Regions from separate parts of the Mus musculus genome. Here region 1 is linked to region 2. Evidence: chromatin contacts called from public Hi-C data. All regions are on one chromosome and are shown on one strand. Each heading gives the region's core, a stretch centred on a gene start, on an enhancer-like site or on the middle of the called end of the contact. The rest is flanking DNA. Distances are from core to core; before and after follow the strand shown.

Region 1 (4,456 bases), core at 1,458-3,957, 150 kb after region 2:
CACTTTAGATGTCAGGCTTTCAGCAAGTAAACATGCAAACCTAGTAGATCCTGGGGATGATGAACCACAAGCTCAGTAAGATGCACATGTACCCGCATGCACATATGGGCACACATGCACGCCCACGTACACACACTTATTTATTTATAGGAAATTCATAGCTCAAAGTTCGAAGCCTTCCCAGATCCATCACTGCCAACCAAGAAACAGAAGGTAGCCCAGCCTCTCCAGCCGCCCCAGTCGCCCAAGCTACCCAAGCTGTGCCCCCAGCTGCCCTGTACTCTGGGCTTCAACCTTGCAGCTTCTCATCTTATTTCAAAATGTTCTGACATGATGCGGCCAGTCAAATATGACTGATTAGTGCCCTCCTGTTATGCTTTTTAAAGTGATATACATCTTAATTTGGAATACATATAAGAAGGGCTTTTATTTTAGGTCTTGATGAGATTTTTTTTTGAATCCTGTTTTCACATCTTATCATTCCTGACAGAGTTCAAAGCTCAAGGGCCTGGTCTTTGATTCAGTCTAGCTCTGCAGAATAAATTCCAAGTGATCTCAGAAGAAAAAAAATTTTTTTTTCGTTTATTATGGTGGAGCCTTGTTCTGCTGTGTTTCTTTGTTTTTAAGCACTATTCAGTCCTGGATTATTATGATGTATTGGGTTTGACAGGGCTAGAATGTTGGAATAGATGAAATACTGCTTGGGAAGTCATTGAGCAGGTGGAAAATGCCATTTAATCCTTCTAACGGGAGCAGCTCATGGTGGTATTGAAAAAAAATATAGAGACAGTAAACCAGGTTAGGAGAGCAGAATAATAGCAAACGTCTCCTCCGTTCATTGTGAGGCTGCCCCATGCAGCTTCATTTTACACTGAGCCAGTCCATGCCCCCCAAATATTTCTCCAGTGGTTGTAATGAATTGCATTGCCCCTTGGTTGTTCCAGTGCCGGTGTTCTGCTGAGGAGACATATGGTTTCCATTTATTTTAATGCGTCTTCGACATCAGGAGAATTGCTGAGACAGCAGAGGAAAGTGCTTACACCTTGGACCGCAGCCAGAGCTGTGATTATTTACGTGTAGTAAGGACTACTCTTTCCCAGTAAGAAACGCTGTGGTCTCGGGGTTATGCATGTCGAGGTTCTAATGAAGCCAGTGCCACGGGTTTATGTGTTCTGACAATAACTGGTCCGTTAGCGGCGGTGAAATGTGTTTCTTGAGCACCAAGTTTCAGGGTTTAATTGCACATGTGAGAGATTAAGGAAACCAGCTGGGGAAGAGCCAGGACTTGTTTTCTCACTGATGATAAAGGAACAGCATCACCAAGATACTACTGTGCACATGCAATATCTCCCATCTGTGATTCAGGCTTCTCACAAAGGTAATTATTTCTCATAATACACCTATGTAATACAATTCATATAACATATCATAGTGACTATTAGAATTCGGATTTCAGTGACTATATCATTGGGCCTTTTATTATTTTGCAAATATTAAGAAAGGAAAGTATTTTCACATTTTTGGGTTTTTTTGGGTGCTTCTTGCTTACAATGAGGAAGCGTCCTTTAAAAAATAGAAGACAAAGTCTTCAATAACATTTGTTCCGTGTGTGTAGTAATTGTTAACATTACTCTGAGAAGATACAACCATTCCCTAGAAATTTGTTATATTTCGTCAGTAAATAAAGATAGCGGGGGGGGGGGGGGAGGGGACTAATAGCATTGTAAAGTTTCTGTAAAATGGTTCTCCATGGAGACAAAGTCATGTGGCTAGCTGAATAAATGAAGCAGGAAGAGTGAACTCCAGCCTCTGCTCATGCTTTGGGTACTCCTGAGTGGAATGGCATACCTCAATTTTGCTCGTTACTTTATTGTGCCTCAAATATTTTGCTGGCATATTTTAATGCCGTGTCCTTAGGCGATTTATAACATAAAGGTAAAACTGAAGCAGAAGGGAGATTGTAGGTCAGGTGTGGAAGTAGTGAGCCTAGACTCATGGTGCAAGACAGGTAGATGACTTGGTGGGAAGGGAAAGGCAATGAAGTGGGACCGGAAGGCAGACACCTCCGTTAGTGTACAATGTAAACTTGTTTTGCTTTCATAATTTTGGTCTCCGGTACCAATGACATTTTAATGATAGAGCATCCAGCAGTCACATTATACCCTCAAGGGAGGTCGAATCTATGTAAAAGGGCCTGTCCAAGCCAGGCTAATTATATATGAAGATGAGAGAAAAGATAGAAAAAAGAGTCAACCATTTACTTTTATTACAACTTTATAACCTTAAAGAGCATATTTTGGTTTTTGTTTTTGGTTTTTTTTTTTTCTATCAAGGATGATCAAAACAGACCCCACTCTTACAACTATTCACAAGGCTCATGAAAGGAAGCGGTATCTTTAATAAAAGAAGAAAAATAGCTACTTCGATAGCATCGCCTCTTGTGGGTTAATCATTTTAATTATGTGTGCCACGGAGGCAAGAAGGTCAACTTGACACTGGCTGTCACCTGCAGTGTTTGGAGTTCACATCAGAATCCTTAAGCAGAAAGCTGTATTTTGTACCAAGCCGAGACTATCAATAGTCGACCGCTCTGTTGCACTAACAGCTATAAAAGGAAATGCAGTTTGTCGAGTGCTCAACACCCTGGGCTGTGCCTGTCAGGAGAGCCAGAGGAGAGCTGGTCCCTCAATGCAGATCTCCTGCCAGCTCCTACGGATGGAGCTGACAGATTGAACGGTTGAGGACGTGACATGCATGTTCATGATCTTAAACAAAGCTTTCGTCAGGGAGCCTCAAGGGTCAGCTTTCCACATAATCTCTGTTTCTGCCACTCTGTTGGAGTTTGCATGTATATGCAGTATCTTTGGCTGCCTTAAAGGGCACTTGTCTTTTTCACGTGGACATCTATGAGAAGGGTGTTTTTATACTTTACATAAACCAGTCAAAAGAGGCTTGTAAATGATTTAACTTAGAAGCTACAGTTCAGCAAATTCTTACGCTTGCAAGTCTCAAGGGTCACCCCAATTGTGAATATTTTTAACTTAGTATTTAAAATGGGATGGGAGGCAAACCTGCTTTAGGGCCTAGAGTAGTATGGCTTAGACCCATGTATGAATTATAAACCTTGTTCTCTGGTTAACTGCGATCGGCATGCTAGCTGCTTTGAGGTGTATGATTTTATATTTTGGGGTAGTCTAATCTGCTTGTTGACTTACTATTAGTACGTAAGTTGGTAGGATGTCTTGAGATACGGAAGAATGCACTTAGGGCTTTAGAAAGATAGATGTGGAGGATATAGCTGACTGGAAAAGCACTTCTCTAGCATGTATGAGGCGTAGGTTCAATCCCCAGTACAGGGTCGGGAAGGGGGAAAGAGAGGGGGAGATCTGTCATTCACATTACAGAGAAACCAATGTATCAGTGAGGAACAGACTTGCATTTAAGATCACTTTTGAAGATGACTTTCATAATAACCGGGGCAGTGCTTTAAGAAGCAAGGCCTTAACAAGCTTTACCGGTTGTGACATTTTTTACTGATTTGACCATAAGTGGATAAAAAGGTCAACTTACTTCATATGCTTAATTTTAATTTTGTTCAAAAGTTCTGAAGAAAATGTTCTCAATTAGTCTCTGCTTGCGCGTGCGTTCTTTCTCGAAACCAAGCTACATGGCGCTTCCTCAGCAATGCCAACCCTTTGAAGTTCCGCTCATGCAAAGGAACTGCCCTAAATACCTGAGCTAAACAAATCTGAAACTATGAATGGGGCCTGTATATTAGGAACTCTTCAGGTGTGACTCAGCAGACTAAAGGAGGCAGACAGAACAAGGCAGCATTGCTTTTGACCCCAGTTGGAAACACTCTCAGGGATATTATTCTCTCTTCATGACTAGACCAATTTCCATCCCTCACTTAAGACTGAGGCCATGTAAGTGACTTCCTGCCCAGGAGCAGCCCAGCCCAGACAATCATACCAATTTGGAGAGAGAGAATATCCGATCATGAGAAGTCTGCAGGCGTGATATATAAAGACCAACATAGTCTTAACTTGACTGGACATTTCTCTAGTATCGAATCTGTTAGTTTCTACATCAAATGGTTTCTGATGAAATTGGATCCACAGTAAACTAACCTTCCCTACTTTGCAATTGAGTCTCACCTTGAAAGGGTAAGCACCAATTTCCACACTAATTTTATCTGTGTGATTTTTTAAAAACGCATACTTTTTTATTGCCTGGGTTTTTCTAACAAGAAAAAAAAAACAAGAAGACTAGCAGTTTCATGTTGCTTCAACCAGATTTGCCCAAAATCTAAATGTGTGGACTTAACAGTTCATGGGCAATTTTCTTTTGTGTATTGAGCATAGGAGATAAAACTGTATTATTGACGTTGTACCTAAAAGATATAATTAAATTTTCTCTTTGTTTAACATAAGACTGAACCATGAGCTTTTAAACT
Region 2 (4,590 bases), core at 1,264-3,763:
TCAGTGAACACAGCCAAGTTGGCGAGTTACAGCAAAGAGGGGGGAAATCAGTGATTCTCAGCTTTCTTTTTTTTTTAAATATTTATTTATTATTATAAGTAAGTACACTGTAGCTGTCTTCAGATGCACCAGAAGAGGGTGTCAGATCTTATTACAGATGGTTGTGAGCCACCATGTGGTTGCTAGGATTTGAACTCAGGACCTTCACAAGAGCAGTCAGTGCTCTTAACCACTGAGCCATCTCTCCAGCCCCCGATTCTCAGCTTTCTTAATGCTGCAACACCTTAGTGTAGTTCCTCATGTTGTGGTGTCCCCCAACAGTAAGTGATTTCATTGCTCCTTCATAACTGCAATTTTGCCTCTGTTATGAATTATAAGTAAATATCTAGTATGCAGGATATCTGATGTGTGACCCCTGTGGGGGTCTGGGTCCACAGGTTGAGAGCCATTGTTTTAGCTGCTATTTATCAGCAGTGTTGGCCCTTTGGACGGTCGAAATAAGAGGTCTGCTAATCCGGTCCAAAAGATTTACCCGATGTTTACAGAAGATGCCGTGTTATGCATAAAGAAGGGCAATAAACGGTATTGAAGGGGATAAAGATGCTCTGAGATAACTTGGCTCTGAACTTGCAACATTCCAACCATTCTGCATGTCTGATGCTCTCCCCAGTCAGTTCGCCTTTGCAGACACAGCTTCTTTACAAGAATTCTATTCATACATGTGTACACTGACCTAATATCCAGCCCCAGAGCAATTCTTCGTAAAATCTGCTCCATGTTAAGTCTCCAGTCACTTTTCTTTGTCTTCTGTACCATTATCTCTAGACTATCCAAGGTGTGTCCTTGGACCAGGTACCTCCATACATAAAGAAATCTCCCTGTTTGCCTCCTCTTCTTCCCCTTGGTTTAATTCCCATAAAGCCATTGACCTATGAAACTGCAGAACCAGACCCATAGATATATCTATATGTGGACATGGGTGAGGGACAAGAAGGACACTGGGTGAGGGAAAAGTCGTTGGGAATGTAGCTCAGTGCTCAAGAGATTGTAGCTCCTCTACAGGGTTAGAGTTCATTTCCCATCAACCACCTCAGGCAGCTCACAACGTATACGTCCAACTCTAGATTCCTCCTAGAGCCTACACACACACACACACACACACACACACACACACACACACACCACAAATAAAAAGAAAACAACCATCAATTCATGTCTTCTCAAGGAAGCTTTCTTAGAATATCTCATCAAATGACTGCAATCAGCAGCGAGTTTTACATTTTATATTAAGTGTGTGTGTGTGTGTGTGTGTGTGTGTGTGTGTATGTGTGTTCCCATGCCATGGCACTGGTGTAGATATCTGAGTTCAGTTTTCAAGAAGTCATTGTCTCTTTCTAATACATGGAGCCCGGGGATTAAACTCAGGTTGTCAGGTTTGGGAGCAAGAGCCTTTGCCCACTGAATTCTCTCCCTGATTCAATTAGTAGCGTTTTTAAATACAAAGAATACTGGTTTGCTTTATTAGGGTCTGTTGTTGTTCATTCGTTTAATTAGCTTTCTTGGCTACTTGTGATATCACTGGCCTTTAATCCCAGCACTTAGGAGGCAGAGGCAGGCAGGTCTCTTTTATGTTTGAGGCCAGCCTAGGTAGTTCACTTAGTGAGTTCCAGGCTAGCCACAGCAGCTTAGTGAGACCTCTCTTAAAGCAATTCCTCCCCCCCTCCCCAAAGCTGCATATGAATTTGCTTTGCTGCCTTAAATAAATCTAATCTGATGTTTTCCTCAATTGTTCTTTGATTCATGCTATGCCTTTCAGTTCAGAAGTGAAATGATTTTGCCCAGGGTTATTAGAGCAAAATTAGAGTCCAATTAGCCATTTTGGGGCTTTGCAACCAAGTGGCCGATGCCTCTTTAATCTTTAACAAGCTCCAGTATTCACAAATTAATGCCGCTATCTAAGGAATCGGAAGTTGTACAAACCACACAACTCCAAATTATTTGAATATTCTTCTACTCTGTTTGAAAAATGTGTATTCTGCTGATCTGGCCCCAGAACTATGAATAGAAACACTGCCAAGCAGAGGTTGTCATGTCACCAGTAAGAGATGTCATGCTTGATTCATTTCCCTTGGATCCTTTGAAAAGGCAATATTGATGGTCAGTCTCTTTCTCTGCCTATAACTCAAAACGTGCAATGAGGACGTGTATATGTTTTTTCTACTAAAGGGAAAAAATCAGTAGGGTGAGGGGAAACAGGCGATTTACCTAGGCTTTCCTCGGTGCTTGCTTTGACTTATGGTGGGCAAGGCATAGATTAACCCTGATTTCCTACATCCAAAACAAGACTTTTGACTCCAGCTGGCTGTTGTTTGAAATATTTTTCTTCTCTGTTCTGTCTCTCCATTTTTCATTTTTTTTCCCCACTGCCTTCCTCCCTCTGCTGCAGGGATTTGTCCTCTAAAAGCTCGAGGTGGGAGGGAGCAAGGACTGAGAGCAGGCAGGCGGCAAGAGCTGGAGGACGCCAGGATCTGGCTTTTGTTATTGGTTGGCTGCGGCCTGATGGATGAAGGGCGGAGTGAGCTCTTCTCAGTGTGTTCTGCTGGAGCCCAAGTACAGAGACCATATTTACAGGTAAGAGAAAAAAAAAGACGAAAAGAAATTTATTTTTCTTTTCTTTCTCTCTTTTCTTCTTTCTTCCTTCCTTTCTTTCTTTTTCCCTTCCTTCCTTCTTTCTTTCTTTCTTTTTTTTTTTTAAAGGGAAATGCTCGGTTCTAGTAGAAGCATCTTAGGGAATGTGGGAATCCTAAAGGCGCTTCCCGAAAAACCTGTCCCTCGAGTGACTACGGGAAGCCTAGATGAGCAGCTCTTGGGTTTGCAAAAACCCTTTTCCGATTTAAATACAAAAGGCACAAAACCCTGAGGAACTTGTCTTTTCCGGATTAGCCATCTAAGCAAACGCACAACGGACGGATAAAATCCTGTGTCTTTGTGTGTTTTTATCAGGCTGTGTTCATGGAAACCAAAGGAGGCATGAGCAAAGCTTGATAGATTCCACAGGTCCTGAGAAAATGGAGCCTTCTCAGAACATACTGGATTCAGTATGGGGGTCTTTATATTTAGGACCCAGCAAGGAGCTTATGATTTTTTTGTTTGTTTGTTTATAGTTTCTTTTAGCCTAGACTTTGAATGAACGATCTATGTGCATGCAAACCCTCTTCGTTCTGTGCATCTGGTGCCGAGTAGCTGCAGCATTTGTCAGCAAATGTGAAGCTTCCATGTGGTGATGAAGTAAAGATCTATCGGTAGCTGTCAACATGCACGGGACGGTTTTCCTTTAAAAGCACGGAAGCCTAATTGAGAAAGACGAGACTTTGCTGTGAAAAGTAGGGTCTGACCGACACGTTTCATTTATGCATCAGATACGTCAAGTTAAGAAATTCCACTACACACTGCTGGCAAAAGCCTCACAGCAGTTATGTGTTAGTACGCCTAAAGTTTTGACTTTACTAGCTGCTTATAATGCCTGGCATTAAGTTTTATTTTCTTTTATGAAAACCAGGAAAGATTTTTTTTTAGCAGTACGGACTAAATGTTATATTTATGGTAATAAAGATGGCAAAAATAATTTTATTCCACAACACTAGCTCCTCTGTAGATTATATTTTATAAGATCATTTAAGTCTGAGAGGAACTCATTACCTTTGAGGTCTTAAAAAATAGTACAGTCATGGACACATTGGCATCCAATTAATACCTGTTGACTGGAGTAAAACACAATCATAATAGTGATGTAAATATTTTGCTGCCTTTGAATGAATTAAAACTTACTAAGAATGACTGTAATTTCTAAGAAAATTTGGTCTTATTTTTGCTTTGATTTTGGAAGATGGGTGGTACAACCCTTTGAATAAGATGGTACAAACACAACAAATTCTTAAGAAATTAAACGGGAAGGAAATACTGCTGGATAGTGGGTAAAGATTACTCAAGTTAATGAATATTTCCTTTGAACTTCCTAAACATACTTAATATCTTTAAACAGATATTAAGATCAGATGTTATGTTGATCTCTCCTATGGTTTGTTTTGAACCATTTCTGGTTTTCAAAAATCATGACATCATGCTACAATTTCTCCCTGTTTTTCACTGTTGATGTTTCTCTTTAAAAGTAATTTTTGGTTTTTCAAACAAAACGATGATTGCAATTAATTCAAGTTTCCCACCCCCATGGAGCCTAAGGTGGTATGCAAATCTAAATAAATATTCAGCTGCTGGAATGTGGCACGGACAATCAATCAATGCAGTGATGTTTTCTTTTAAAAAAAAAAGGAATTATAAATTCTGAACAAAGCTACCTCTAGGAATGAAGGGGGATTGATGAAAATTAGAGAGCAGAGTTCCACATGGTTTTAAATTATTCCGTTGCCTTGGAAACCAGCTGCTGCAGATGCATTTTGCTTTCTTTAGCTAAAAATATCATCCTTTTAATAATCACTAAGGGAAAGGTTTTGAATAAAAGCAGAGCGTATTGTTGTTGCTTCTTATAATTTCCTTAATGGCTCACATATTTTGGATGGAGAGTAGATAAAT

The links. A called contact is a pair of places that touch in the nucleus more often than the background predicts.
Region 1: a Hi-C map of uterus shows a contact between it and region 2, with 2.7 times the contacts expected there. The contact joins the enhancer-like site here to the promoter of Csrnp3 in region 2. A contact is called at or near these places in 3 of 39 promoter capture datasets (cranial neural crest, hippocampal neurons and second pharyngeal arch cranial neural crest), 3 of 484 Hi-C or Micro-C datasets (cerebellar granule neurons and uterus), 7 of 115 datasets of contacts at active chromatin or transcription factors (embryonic basal ganglia, embryonic forebrain, embryonic midbrain and 4 more) and 2 of 9 other capture datasets (adipose tissue and pancreatic islet).

Annotation. Positions count from the first base shown.
Region 1 is chr2:65,992,559-65,997,014 of GRCm38.p6, forward strand. All of the region lies in intron 4 of Csrnp3 (cysteine-serine-rich nuclear protein 3), which reads left to right. Among named protein-coding and RNA genes, the nearest start is that of Gm52514, 66 kb to the left of the region's middle. Within about 2 kb of position 2,708, at least 60 of the 459 cell types and tissues checked have an H3K27ac peak or open chromatin away from gene starts, as enhancers often do. A contact at or near this core is called in embryonic basal ganglia, embryonic forebrain, forebrain and 2 more, where this site is marked.
Region 2 is chr2:65,843,254-65,847,843 of GRCm38.p6, forward strand. It overlaps Csrnp3 (cysteine-serine-rich nuclear protein 3), which reads left to right and starts at 2,514. Exons shown (of 7, transcript NM_153409.5): 1 at 2,514-2,631.